Linked DNA regions of Mus musculus: regions 1 and 3 are each linked to region 2. A link is a contact called in public promoter capture Hi-C data. All regions are on one chromosome and are shown on one strand. Each heading gives the region's core, a stretch centred on a gene start, on an enhancer-like site or on the middle of the called end of the contact. The rest is flanking DNA. Distances are from core to core; before and after follow the strand shown. Region 1 holds the start of Msh2 (mutS homolog 2). Region 2 holds the start of Prepl (prolyl endopeptidase-like). Region 3 holds the start of Msh6 (mutS homolog 6).

Region 1 (4,708 bases), core at 427-2,926, 2.6 Mb before region 2:
AGTCCCAGGAGGCAGTGGCAGTGTAAGTGACAACCTGGTAAACCTACTGAGTTCCAGGTCAACCAAGGCTAAAGAGTGAGACCGTGTCTCCAAAAACCAAGCCAAAACAAACTCCAGGGACAAGGAGCTAAATGAAATGTGGGAAATCCACACAATTATTTAGCAACCAAAAGGAACGAAGTGCTGATGACAGAGATAAGCCTTGAAGCTCTTCATTTACATGCTACATCCCAGAATATCCAGAGAAGGAAAACTAGAGGTCAGGACTGGGAAGATTGTGAGAGAACATTATTAATGGACACAACATTTCTTGTGTGTGTGTGTGTGTCACTCTTTAACTCAAGATAAAGAATAGCTGTCTAACAAAAACAAATTCAACTGGTTGTGAAGGCAGCAGACTATTACCTAGCACAGACCAGGCAGAAATACGATGTCTGTAACATCCATTTGCATATAACAGCATAAAGAATTAGAACTCATGCTGGGCGGTGGTAGCGCACGTCTTTAATCCCAGCACTTGGAAGGCAGGTGGATTTCTGAGTTCGAGGCCAGCCTGGTCTACAGAGTGAGTTCTAGGATAGCCAGAGCTATAACAGAGAAGCCCTGTCTCGAAAAACCAAAAAAAAAAAAAAAATTAGAACTCACAACTCCAAAGTATGATATAATGGACATTCAATGTAATTGAAAGAAAAAGCAACGGGGGTGGGTGGGGGAGAGGTTATTATGGTGATCAAATTAATCTTCCTAGGCCACAAATGAGTTCTGAAGCCTTTTAGGGAGAGATGATGCTGAGTGGTGAGAGCCAAGGTGGCAGAAAAAAAAAAGAAAGAAAGAAAGAAAGAAAGAAAGCTAGCTAGCTAGCTAGCTAAGCACAGCTTTCCAACTAGCTCAACCGCACTCAGCAAACAGTAGGGGATCCACAACTGAAATCCGGGCAGTTCAGCTCCAGGGCATATCCTAGGTCCTGACCACTTGGCGATACTGCCCTTCAGCAATGGTCCATCCCAGGTTCTCAAGCGAGACGGTTTAAAAAAAACAAAACAAAACACAGCCTATTGGCAAATGAGGGTGTCTTAAAGGAAGCTCTCAAAACGCCCTCCACTCCTCGCTCCTAGGCTGCGGGCTGTTATTGATTTGGAGGTACCCACGGTGACACAAGACTCTAATCCTATCAACTTGGGAGGCTGGAACTCGAGGCGTCCGAGGACAGCCTGGACTCGGCGGTGTGCAGCCGCCCAGCGCACTGTGCGGAAGCGAACCAAAACAAGATGCTAAACGCGTGGCCCGGGGAGGCAGCTCTCGGGCGGGGCGCTCCGCCGCAGCCCCACCGCTGCATGCGCCCAGGTTTCCGGCAACGCGGCCCCGAGCCGGCCCGGGCCCCGCCGCCGCGGCTGCCCTCACCTGCCGGCCCCATGTACTTGATCACGCCCTGGGTCTTGAACACCTCGCGGGCCGCCAGCAGCGCGTCCTCTCCGTGCGCCGTGTAAAAGTCGCCGCGGTCGAAGAGGCGCACCGTGGTGCTCGGCTTCTCCGGCATGCCCTCAAAGAAGCGCACGAAGCCCGCCTCGGCCGCGCCTTCCAACTGCAGCGTCTCCTTAGGCTGCACCGCCATTTCCGAGCCGCTCCACACCAACACCACTAGAGCACAGAGCGACCCTGCGCTGGCCGCGTCGTTTCCCGCCTCCCCAACCTCGCCCCCTAAACCTCGTCCGGCCTCTGTGGGCTCGCCCAATCACCATGCAGCGCTGCGCCCCGGTGGGTGGGAGTCTACCGCAGTAGCCAATCATAAGCGAGCAAGGTCCCAGCTTCCCGCGAACTCTAGGACTCTAGCTACTGCGCATGCGTCCGACTTCTGCAGCCTTGCAGGCCTTCCAGAGGCTGCGCTTTCAAGTCCGCCTGGTGGGTGGGTAGGTGTGCTAGGCGGGGTCAGCTAGGAATTTGTTTTATCAAGTGACCGGAAACGTAAGAGTGAAATCACAAAGAACTTGTAAACAAAGAACTATCTTTTTTCCCCCACCCAGCCTTGAGTGTGCGTTATACACTTGCAGTGCAAACTGCCATAGGTAAAATTTCAGGTATATTCTGCACAACCTCTTGCTGACCCAGTTTTGCATTTCGCCCATCGGTTGACGAATTCATCCAATAGACACTTGGCAAGCCGAGCGTGGTGGCGCATGCCCTTAATCCAAGCACTCGGGGGGGCCTCTGAGGCCAGCCAGGTCTACCAATCGAGTTCCAGGGAAGTCAGGACTACACAGAGAAACCTTGTCTGGTAAATAAATAAATAAAGGACAGATGGGGGCTCAGCACCTTGTCTGGTAAATAAATAAATAAATAAATAAACAAATAAAGGACAGATTGGGGGCTCAGCAGTTTCCTAACTTCCTAATGTTTTCATAGTCGCCTACCTTGAGTTCAGTCCCCATCACTAGTGTAGCTCATCATAACTGGTAACTCCAGATCCTCGGTGTGGGTGGAGGAGGTCAGGTGCAGACACTTATTAATTTAAAGAAAAAATATATATATTAAATGTGGAAACGAGTAGGGTGACACACACTTGAAACCCCAGCTCTCAGGAGGTCAGAAGGGCCAAAAGTTAAAAGTGGGTCTGGCAAGAAACACAGTACAGTATTATCCTTGGCTACGCAGCTGGAGGTCAATTTGGGCTACCAGAGACTGCATCCTAAATAAATAAATAAATAAATAAATAACCTGCTTTGGAGTTCTAAATAAATAAACATCCTGCTTTGGATTTCTGTGTAGCAAGACCCTGTCTCAATAAAGAAAAGGGTGGAGGCGGGGGAGGTAGAGAGGTTGCATCTGGTTTTTCTTCCGTGCTAGTGAATGGATGCAGACTGCACACTGTTTTAGAAGTAGATAAACAAACACACAGAAAGATGGAGACTAAGAGGTGTAAACCGACAGGAAAAACTGCAGGGTTATAAACATTCTTAAGGGCTAATTAACTGATTAAGATGTGATTGTAGGGAGCTGAAATATTGCAAGCCCTGAGCCAAATTATCTTGAGCTAATTGTAGTCCCCTAAAGAGCTACTATTGCCCACCTCTGTGTTTACCTTAACAACCTTGTGATTATCAAATATAATCTTTGTACAGACCCCTTAGTTTCTACGGCCTTGATTTAAAACTTTCTTTGTTCTGTTTCTATACAGTTTCTCGACGGCCACTGAGATGGCTCTGGGTGAAGGTATGTGTACCAAGCCCGATGCCCTGGATTCCGTGCCTGGACCTATTGTGTGGTATCCACCAGAGAAAACAACTTGCCCACAGGTTTAAGCCAATAGGACAGCTTTATTACTTGACCAGTAACTACCCTGGGTATTCAGGATCCCATTGTAGCACTGAACTTTTCTTGGGGTGAGCTTTTAAGCTATATACATATACATATATTTATATTCTGGGTTGTCATACTCCAATTAACAAGAACAGTTAACCAGAAGTGGAACTAAAAAAAAAAAAAAAAAGCAACCTTAGGACATGTAGAAACTTTACCAGAACTGTGGACTTTTGATGAATTTGGGCTTTTATTTTAGTTTTGGCAGGAGGTGCTGTCTGTGTGCTGAGTTTTACAGCCTGAATAGTACTTCCATCATGGAGTCAGTTGTGCTAAGGTCTAGTGGCCTAATACAGGCCCCAAAGTAGAGAGAACCAACTCCCACAAGTTATCCTCAGACTTCCACACCCCCACGCGATGGGACTCGTGTACTTATGGATGTGAGCACAAATACACACAAAACAGAAATAAATTATTAATTTAATTAATAAAAATGAGACTGGTATATCATGTTGGAACATGGTATTTGGGATAACCTAGACTGTGCTTACTGTGTTTTATAAAAAGATAAAAAGATGGAAAATGTTTGGTGAGGTAAGGTGTGGGGGAAGGAGGTGCCTCTGTGGGCCGATGCTGAGGCATCCCTTCCCCCTGAGTGACCAGACACACAGTGATAGAGTATAGCATAGAGTTTATTCAGGACCTGGGGAGGGGAGTTGAAGGAATAGAAAAAGGGAGAGAGAGACAGAGACAGAGAGAGACAGTAGGTGGGGAGAGGGAGGGGGAGATGAGTAGAGGCCTAAATGCCTACAGTGTTTCTAGGCCATGGTCGCCTATATTTGACACCAAAATAAACTATCTCTTAGTCCCTTTGACGTGAGGCTGTGTTTTGTATTGATCGTGGGTTAAATTCTATGGGATAAAGACCTGAAGGAGGCGAGGGTCCACTGTGCTTGACACTCCCCACCCCATTTCTCTGTAGGTTTTGTTGTTGTTTTGTTTAGTTTTGTTTGGACAAGACTACGTGTAGCTCTGGATGACTTCAAATTCAGTACATAGCTGAGAATGACCATAAACTGGGGTTACAGGCATGAACCACCATACCTGGCCTTTCCCAGTGTCTTTAAGGAGTTTCCAGGATATTTCTGACAGCCAAATTTAGACACTACTAACCCACAGGCTAATATCCACATACTTGGAAAACAAAGAAATGTAGACAATCTAACTGCAGACTGCCCTCCCCAGCCACATTTCCTGACGCTTGAACATGCCTGCCTATTTCCCTGACACCAATCAGGAACCATGAACTTAATTTGTCTTGCAACCTGAGGCCTCTGTGTACACTTGACCTTCTGCTCTGGAATGGCCCTCTTTTGACCTTTCTGTCAGAAATGTCTGGTCATCTTTCAATCCT
Region 2 (4,585 bases), core at 272-2,771:
GCCTAGCATTTTTATCACAGTAATAATAGAAGCTAAGTAACATAGCATATTAACAGACATCATGTAAGCAGGGATTTGAAATGTGCCTCTTGCTCTTATACACTCTACCATAACTGGGAGAACATGCCAGCCAACTCTGAGAACTATGGGTATATAGACCAGGTACACAACCGTAAACCACTCAGGTTTTATCAAGAGACTACCAGGTGGTTCACAGACATTGCATGACATACGACATGTGGTTGTTAAAAAGCAATAACTAAGTAAAATAACAGACTAAGGACTCATTGCCCCCCGGCCACTGTCTTAGTTACTTTCCTATTGCTGTGAGGAGTCACAATGACTAAGAAAACTTATAAACACAGCAGCCTTCACTGGAGCGGTTTGGAAGACTGAAGTATCTGGATTCGTTGCTAAACCTTGGGCAGCGAGTATCCCAATAATGACTCCAAACTTAGTTTCACGTGGCGGGAAAAGGAGCAAGCAGTAGGTTTCCCTCTCTCCCTTTACTCTCCCATATACAAAACCAGGAAACGCGTGCAGAATCCCCATCCCATTAGTGAACCTCACGGATCTCCAGAGATGTGGGACCAAAAAGTGCACCCAGGTGACCAGGCTGGGAGTTAAGAAGCAAAAAATAAAATAAGGATGGAAAGGGGGCGGGAAAGAAGAGCAGCACACGGAGAAGACAGGCGGTCCCACCCACCAGACAGGCGAGCACAAGGATTTTCTGAGTTTCTGAGAGCTCGCTCTGGCTGTCCCGCTCTCCAGCCCCGCCAGAGTCTCTCCCATTTTTGGTGGGACAGCGGGACAGCGGAGATGAAGGAGCAAGGGGGCGCTTCTCGCTTGGCTCCCGACAAACGGGCTGCCTGCTACCTGCGAGGGGAGTGGCCACAGGCAGGGCAGGCGAGCGCTCGCCCTTACCTGTCGCAGAAGCTGCCACCGGACGGCCCCCTTGGGCGCCGAGACCAGCGAGCCCTGGCTGGCACTGCCCATCGCGGGACGCTTGCCCGCCTCTGCCTCAGTCTCTGCAGCCCCAGCGGCCGCGACCTGCGACTCCATCTCCAGAGCTGACTGGACCCGGAGGTTGCGTCCGCCACGGCTCTCCCCAGTCAGGACCTGCCAACTTCTTCCCTGTCAGGACCTGTGACGCCCGGCCTCTGGCCCACAGCTCTTCCGTGCACCCTCCCCGAATTCCGCATTTCCGGTATTAGCGTCTCCTTGGCAACCAAAGCAGCGGCGTCGCTTCATTGCACCACTTTTTCTGGTGGCCATCTTAAGTGAGGGCGAGCCGGAGTGGGAGGGGACTGTGGAATAGCTGCAGACAGGGCTTTCCTCGCTGTTTTCTTTTTTTCCTCACTTTGTCTCTTGCTCGCCGGAATACCAGAAAACCGAAATACAGTTGTCTCCTAAGATGAGTGAGTTCAGGAAGAGAAAAAGCCCACCACTGGCCATAATAAAGATGGCGAAATGCGCTTCCCTATCGGTCTGGGTTGGTGTTACGTAGACCGGCGTGCTGCAAACTAGCTCTGGGCGGCGCGAGGTAGGTTGTCTTTCTTGCTGGGTGCTGGAGGCTGGCTTCGGCTGGACAAGGCTGAGGTGACTGCAGCTCCTTCTGGAGAGCTTCGGTTTCTCGTATTTGTCTTCTCTACCTTCGCTCGTCCAGCTGTCTTTCGATTTGCGTACGTATGGAAGGGTTGCTGATGGTTCCCCTTTCCTAATTCCTCTGCCCACCTTCCAGCCATTCCTCACTTCCCTGGTCCCTTTTTTGATCCCTGTCTCTTCTGTACGTTCTGACCCGTACCATTCCCTCACGTCCTGTGAATACGACGTGTTCGGGATGCACAGTTGCACCGGGAAACGAGGAGGTGCTCCGGGAGCACCCATTTGCTTACTTACCCCACCAGTCTCCCTATCCTCGCACAGGGTCTTCTCAATGCAGATGGTGGATGAATGGGTTGGAGCTATGGGGACAGACTAAGCGATTTAAAAGCATTTTTCTTCTAGGCTACTGCTCCACTGGCCCATTATTTTGCTGCGACATAAGAGATTAAGGGGGGGAGGGGGCGTCATAGCTGGTCGGATCTATGGCAAAACTGACGCAGTGTTTCTGTGCTACCAAGGAACGTGTTAGAGAAGATTTCTCTCATTTTACACTCAACAGTGTTTAGCATAGCTAAATTATCCCTATGCTAATAATATTAACGACCTTTTGTTGAATGGTTACTATGTGCCAGGTACTTGGACTAAGTTCTTAAAATAAATTGTTTGGTTTTGTTACAAAACTACAACCGCAGAGATTAAGTGCTATGGTTAATTTCTGTTCCACAAGTGAAAAAATTGAATCCAGATGCAGTTAGTGTACAAGGCCCAAGACCTAAACCTGGGTCTGTAGTTATGGAAGTTAAAATGATCTTTACCTTCCAGAAGAAACCAAAAATGACTCGACATTTTATTTGTGCATCTTACAGTTGTTTTTAATTCATTATCCTTTTATGGTGAAATCCAATTGCTCCTCTAGGAGGAGGAGCCAGTCAGTTGGGCGGTTCACTGAATCAGTGAGTTGGGGGAGTGTCTCCAGCTCCCCAGAGCCACAGTTGGGCCACCTGGACAATGACCAGCTCTAGCTCACTCATCGAGTGCACACGCAGCTTAAACTAGACAGCTAGGTGAAAACTATGTGGCGCCTCGCCTCACTCAACAACTAAGCATCCCCCTTTTATGTCATGGTTTAGGCTTTTTCTAATTTGTCTTTCACATCCCAATGATATGCCCAGAATTATGTAAGATAAAAGCCATCTTGCTTTTGAACCCCCTCTGAGTACCTGAGATTCCCATTAAGTTCATTTACTCATTTGCAAATTATTTTATTTTGTTTGTTTTCTGTTTTGTTTTGTTTTGTTTTGTTTTAGTTTGTCCATACGTTCTCCAGAGTCACTGCTGCTTAGCTTGTCCCTAGGAAAACTGACTTTACAGATGACGTGTTTATTAAGTCCCGCCTGCCAAGAAGTATGATCTGAATGAACTTAACGCATACAAGGTTTTAAACGTGTTTAACCTAAGTTATCAGATGTCTACAGTAATTGGTAACCTAAGGGGCTCATGACGCCACAGGGGAGGGATGAGATGTGGGGACCTCAAATGCACTAAGATCCCATGACTGTATAATTATACGTATGAAATCATCCACGTGCTGGCAGCCCCTAAGGGAGCAAAAACCAGGGACTTTGCCACCATGCTGCAGACGGCCAAATTCTCTCTCCGAGCTTTGAAGCATAGTATTCCTCATCTTGGGAACTGCATGCAGAAACAGAGTTACCGTAACGTCGCTGGTCCTTATTACAGTAGAGTAAGATTGAAAAAGTACCACCTAACCAAGTGTCTGCAGAATAAACCCAGGATAGCAGGATTAGCAAGAAACATCCCAAGTCGGAGCTTCTCGTGTAAGGTATGGACTGTTCGAGTTAATCTGTTTGTAGGCCATTAATACTAATTGTAGTTCATAAATAATGGGTAAGGTATCCATTACTCATTTTCTCAGTAATTCTAATTTGGTTTTAAGATTTTTTTTTTTTAGGCTCAAATACCTGTAGTCAATATGAGTACAAAAGAATGTATGTGAACCTATAAAGCTGTAATGTATATAAAAATGCAGATTCATTGAAAACTGATTTGATCTCAAAACGTAATGCACCTGAAAATGTGTTTTCTAAAATTACTAAAATGTCAAATTACGCCTCTTCATAAACCTGATGATATGCTCCTTCTTGTATGAATCCCAGATTGGTAAGCCTCGGGAAATGCCACACAGTTGTGTGTTTTCTCTCTATACAAAGGAGTGAAAAGCTAGCGTACATTTTGGATGACACTTGTATTCCAAAAGGAAATAGTGACTGTTGTTCTTCTGCTGGGCCCCAAACTGTGGGCTCGCATTGGGCCCCGAGGAACTGGCTACACTTGCATAGAGTGTAACCACGTGTTCTCCTTAGCCTGAGACAGGCCCACTGTGCACCTGTTGTCCCCGTGTGACTATTAATAGTCCTCTCTCCTCTCAAAAGTGTCCCACTTAATCTGTCATGTTGCATGGTCACTGTACTTAGCTTGAAATCAAGCTGTGTGCCCTGTTGCTGCTTTGACTGCTCTCCTCTCCTTTTTAATTCTGTTCCAGAGGCTCCTTACACTACACTTGAGGTGCTAGAATTTATAATATCTTAGCCTTCTTTTATGACTTTAGTCATTTCATCATTACAGTCTGTTTTGGTTTCCTTTCATTGTGGCAGTTATATATTCTTAGTTATCATTCTAGCCCCTTCCAGTGCAGAGCTCAGAGGCATTAGTTAGAGTCGCAGTACTATAATTCAGCTATCATCACCATTTCCAAAACCCTCTCATAGGCCTTGCCAAGACATCCCCCAACTGTGTGTTTCCCTCAGCCCTGAGGCGCAGTCTGCTCCCTGTGTCCACGGATTTACCTGTTCTGGTACCTCAGGTGAACAGAGGCACACAGTCCTTACCTTTTCTCTATTTGGTTTGTTTTCCTTTGCTCATGTTCTTAGGATTCCTCAATGCCCTAGCATGTGCCATA
Region 3 (4,455 bases), core at 1,166-3,665, 2.9 Mb before region 2:
GCAATGGTGTTAAAAATAGATTTATAAATCCAAAAAAAAAAAAAAAAGACAAGGATAGATTTCTGTGAGTTCATAGCCAGCCTGAGATACATATAGACTCGGTTTAAGAATGAAAGAAGCAAGGCATGGCTGAGCACATCTTTAATCCCAGCACTTGGAAGGCAGAGGCAGGCGGATTTCTGAGTTCGAGGTCAGCCTGGTCTACAAAGTGAGTACCAGGACAGCCAGGGCTGCACAGAGAAACCGTCTTGAAAAACAACAACAACAAAAAAAAAAAAAAAAGAAAGAAAGAAAAAAAAAAGGAAGGAGAAAGGATTAAGAAGCCAGAGTGATGACTCAGCAAGTTTTAGTACCTGGGTAAAAGTGCCTCTCACAAATTGTACTGAACTCCATACACACCCTGTGCCATTTACACATCTCCCATACCCATCTCCTATACCCCCCATAAATAGTGTAATTATTTTTTAAGAAGAGTTAAGGCGGGGCTGGAAAGATGGCTCAGCAGTTAAGAGCACTAACTGCTCTTCCAGAGGTCCTGGGTTCAATTCCCAGCAACCACATGGTGGCTCACAACCATCTGTAGTGGGGATCTGATACCCTCTTCTGATGTGTTTGAAGACCGCAACAGTGTACTCACACACATGAAAGAAAGAAAGAAAGAAAGATAGAAAGAAAGAAAGAAAGAAAGAAAGAAAGAAAGAAAGAAAGAAAGAAAATAAATAAGTCGGGGTATCCAGGCGTGGTGGCGCACACCTTTAATCCCAGTACTTGGGAACCAGAGACAGGTGATCTACAGAGTGCATTCCAGGACATCCAGGGCTACAAAACCCTGTCTAAAAAAAAATACCAGTGAAGATATGGCCTAGGCGATAACGCAAAGGATGGCCTGAGTTTTATCCACAGGACGGTTGGTGGAAGAACCAACTCTTAAGTTGTCCTCTGATTTCCACAACCTACTATAGCATGCATACACACATATACACACTAACAGGTAATTTTAAAAAATATAGAAATAATGGGGCTGGAGAGCTGCTCAGCAGTTAAGAGCACTGGCATTCTTCCATAGGAACCAGGTTTGATTCCCTGCACCCACCCAGTAGCTCACAATATCTCTAACTACAGAGGCTGAGGTCCTCCTCTGGCCTCTCTCAGGCAGCGTGCATGCACATGGGCACACATACATACACGGAGGCAAAATACACCTCTGTGTTTACCTGTGTCTGAACTGTGTCCTTTATAGCCAAAGGGAAGGAAAGAAATTAGAGATCCAAAATCATTTTCTCTGCCCCAGGAGCATACGCCAGCTCTTCCTGGTGCCCAAGCTGAAACTCCAGAGTACTGGACTCCAGAAAGAACTCTTTACATTTTAAATAAGTCGCTGCACACTTCTTAATCCCAGCAGAGGCAGGTGGATGTCTGAGTTCCAGGACAGCCAGGGCTACACAGAGAAACTCTGTCTCGAAAAAAAATGAAAATAAATAGATAAAATAAATGTCTCTAGTCGTTCCTACAAACGACAGCCAAATTTACAAAGTGCGAGTACAACTCCAGGCAAGTTTCCCCCAGTAAACCTTCTTGCCCAGGGCTTGCCCAATACTCCGAAGACCCACTAACTGCGAAAAATCTCCCGCACTCTTCCCTCCTGTGAAAAGGTGGGTTAAAAAAAACTGTCGTCCCAAGCCGGAGCGCCGCTTTCACTATCTACAAACTTCCACCTGCAACCCGAGTTTCCTCCCACCGTAGGCTCGCCACCCGGAGGAGCTCCCTGCCCGATCCGATCCGCCCCGCCCCCTCAGGCCGCGGATCGCAGCAGGACACCCACCGTTCCCGCTCCGGCCACTTTGGGGGAGGGTGTCTCCGTCCCCGAGCCTCCCGAGCCTCCCCACCCCCACAGTGGGAGTGCGCTCGCTTGCTCGCAGCGTCCCCCGAGAGTCCCGGGCACCGGCCCCGCTTCTCCCGGGCCGGCAGGCCGCCCCTCCTCCCGCCGCCTGGCACGGAGCAGCCTCCCCCTCCTTCCGGGAGACCCGCGCGCCGCCGCAGCCCCGACCGAGCCGGCTACCTGGGAGGCACGGCCTGCGCGGAGGAGGAGGCCCTCCGCAGCCCTCCGTTGAGATCCTTTGCCTCCGGCGACGAGGCGGATACCGCCGCGGACCGGGACCCGGGTTCAGCCTCGCTCCAGGCCGCATCCCCGCCGCGGGAAGCGGAGGCTCCAGAGGCAGCGGCACCTTGGCGTGAGGCCTCGGCCGCGGCCTTCTTGGTGTCGCCGAGTGCCGGGGACTTGGGGAAGAAGCTGTACAAGGTGCTTTGTCGGGACATGATGAAGGCTGACGGGCAGACCGGGCCACGGCTCCGAGCGCCTACAAGGATCGCATCCACCGCGCGGCCGCCGCTGGCGGGAAAGTCGGGAGGAGGCGCGTCCTACCCGAGCATCCGTAGCCCAGCGGCCAATCCGAAGGCGTGTCGGCCTGCGCGGTGGGCGGGGCCCCGCCCGCGACGTGCCCTGGCGTAGATGGGCGGGGCGGGGCGGGCCCAGCCCCCAAGCTCGGGTTGGCGGGCCTTGAGACTGAGCCTTTGCAAAGCAGTGGAGCTCGCGGTGGCTACCCGGGCAAGTATGCACCAAGAAGACGGAAGTGGCTTGCGCGGTTGCTGGAACGGCGGGGTGCACCCTGCGAGAAGCCGCGTCGAGCTCGCTGCGGAAACACCTGGCCCTGCGGGCGGTCCTGCGGTTGGACTGAAAGGAGCTGAGAAATTGGTTGTTGCTGTCTGCCACGTACGGTGCGTTCGCAGAGCATTGTACAGAGCGGCACTTGTGAATGCCAAGTGCAAGAACAGCTATCCACAAAACCAGCTACCCACAAAACTTTCCTTGGCCCGTCACTGCCTCAACTAGTTTACGCCTTACTATATGAGATGGGCAGTTAAGGTCCAGTCTTATCTGAGCCCTTTAGCATAAGTGTGCAGAATTTTTTATATTTTAGAAACTGAGATTGCTAAGGTAATGTTGAGCGTCAACGCTTGGGCCCTAGCAACCCTAACGAGCTAAACTCCCACTCATCCTCAGTAGTCGAATAATAGAGAAAATAGCAAAAAAACAGATTTTTTTTTCAAAGGGCCACATTAGGAAGATAAAGTTCAGCCCCCCCCCCCCGGAAGTTCATCTTTGGGGGTACTGACGTGAAGTTTTGGTTTAAACCGGGCGACGGGAACCAGAATGGTCTTGTAAGAGGTGGTCTGACCCACCATAATCTCTGCTCCAGACTGTCCTACATGGGGATTCAACGAGCTTCAGATACTTGAGAAATCTCTTTCCAGAAACCAAGTTCTTCCTCTACACTAACTCGAAGCTTTGTCTTACCCCTTCCCACCAAAAAATTCCTGGAGAAATTCCAATTCTTTGGAGTCCATTATTTCAATTGCCTGATAGCCAAAGGGAGCCAAGTGTTTCTCCTCAGAATGTCTTCCTGCCAGGTTGATTACAGGGCGTTTTCGAAAATTGGAGCTCCTATTCAAATTCAAGAAATTGGAGCTGAGCGCGAAGGTGTGTGCCTTTAACCCCATTGTTCCAGGCAGAAGCAGGTGGATCTCTGAGGTCAAGGACAACCCTGGCTACAGTTACAAGACTTGCCAGGGTTTGTTACACGGAGAAACCCTGTCACAAAAAAAAAAAAAAAAAAAAAAAACCAAAACAAAAAAAACAACTAAATCAAGAAGGAGAGAGAGAGAAATTGGGAGACTTAATTCAGCTCTAAGTAAGAATGGACTTAGCTCTGGCTAGCAATACCTTCACTTTGGTAAAAGGGTAAAAAGATTTGCTTTGTTGGACAAAACCAGCTCAGCCTGTAAAGGTGCTTTGGAGTCCAGCTAGAGACCTGAATTCTATCACTAGAATCACACTGTGAAGGATTGCTGCAAATTATCCTCTGACCTCTATACTCAGGCTCCATAGGCTTGGGGTGGGCACGGTCACGTGCACACGTGTATACGTGTGTATGTGTGTGTGTGTGTGTGTGTGTGTACACATACACACACCAGCCTAAAAACAAAAGAAACTTGGTATGGTAGGCCACACCCTTGATCTCAGCACTTAGGAGACAGGGGATCTCTGTGAAGTTTGAGGCTGTTAAGAGATGTCCCAGAGAAACTACCAAGCTAGACCACTTTGTAGACAGAAAGATTCCTTTAGAATCAAACTGCTAAGGCCAGTCTCTTGGGACAGAGATAGGAGCAGCCTGTTGGGAAAACAAGCAGACTTTGTGACGGGGTGGAGGTGGGGGGAAATCTGAGCTGATAAGATTATTCTGTTTTTCGGATAGGTTAAAGCAGGTGGCATTGCCTGAGGTAGTTGACCTTCCAGGAGGGAACGTTCAGGGAGGTTCTTGGTGAAGAGAAACTACCTTAAAAGATTTGCTCTGCTAATAAACAGAAACCTTTAGGCTTGTTAATCCAGTAAGTCTT

Evidence for each region. Promoter capture Hi-C pulls out the DNA fragments that hold promoters and counts their contacts. Capture Hi-C pulls out chosen DNA fragments and counts their contacts.
Region 1: a contact with region 2 is called in a promoter capture Hi-C map of adipose tissue, with 4 times the contacts expected there. The contact joins the promoter of Msh2 here to the promoter of Prepl in region 2. A contact is called at or near these places in 2 of 9 other capture datasets (adipose tissue and liver).
Region 3: a promoter capture Hi-C map of liver shows a contact between it and region 2, with 5 times the contacts expected there. The contact joins the promoter of Msh6 here to the promoter of Prepl in region 2. A contact is called at or near these places in 2 of 39 promoter capture datasets (liver and pre-B cells) and 1 of 484 Hi-C or Micro-C datasets (B cells).

The regions. Positions count from the first base shown.
Region 1 is chr17:87,669,500-87,674,207 of GRCm38.p6, reverse strand. It overlaps Msh2 (mutS homolog 2), which reads right to left and starts at 1,676. Exons shown (of 16, transcript NM_008628.3): 1 at 1,402-1,676. The coding sequence starts at 1,612.
Region 2 is chr17:85,087,203-85,091,787 of GRCm38.p6, reverse strand. It overlaps Prepl (prolyl endopeptidase-like), which reads left to right and starts at 1,521. Exons shown (of 15, transcript NM_001163622.1): 1 at 1,521-1,682; 2 at 2,913-3,448. The coding sequence starts at 3,236. Camkmt (calmodulin-lysine N-methyltransferase) reads right to left here and starts at 1,162. Exons shown (of 11, transcript NM_028576.3): 1 at 925-1,162. The coding sequence starts at 1,062.
Region 3 is chr17:87,973,010-87,977,464 of GRCm38.p6, reverse strand. Msh6 (mutS homolog 6) reads right to left here and starts at 2,415. Exons shown (of 10, transcript NM_010830.2): 1 at 2,060-2,415. The coding sequence starts at 2,316.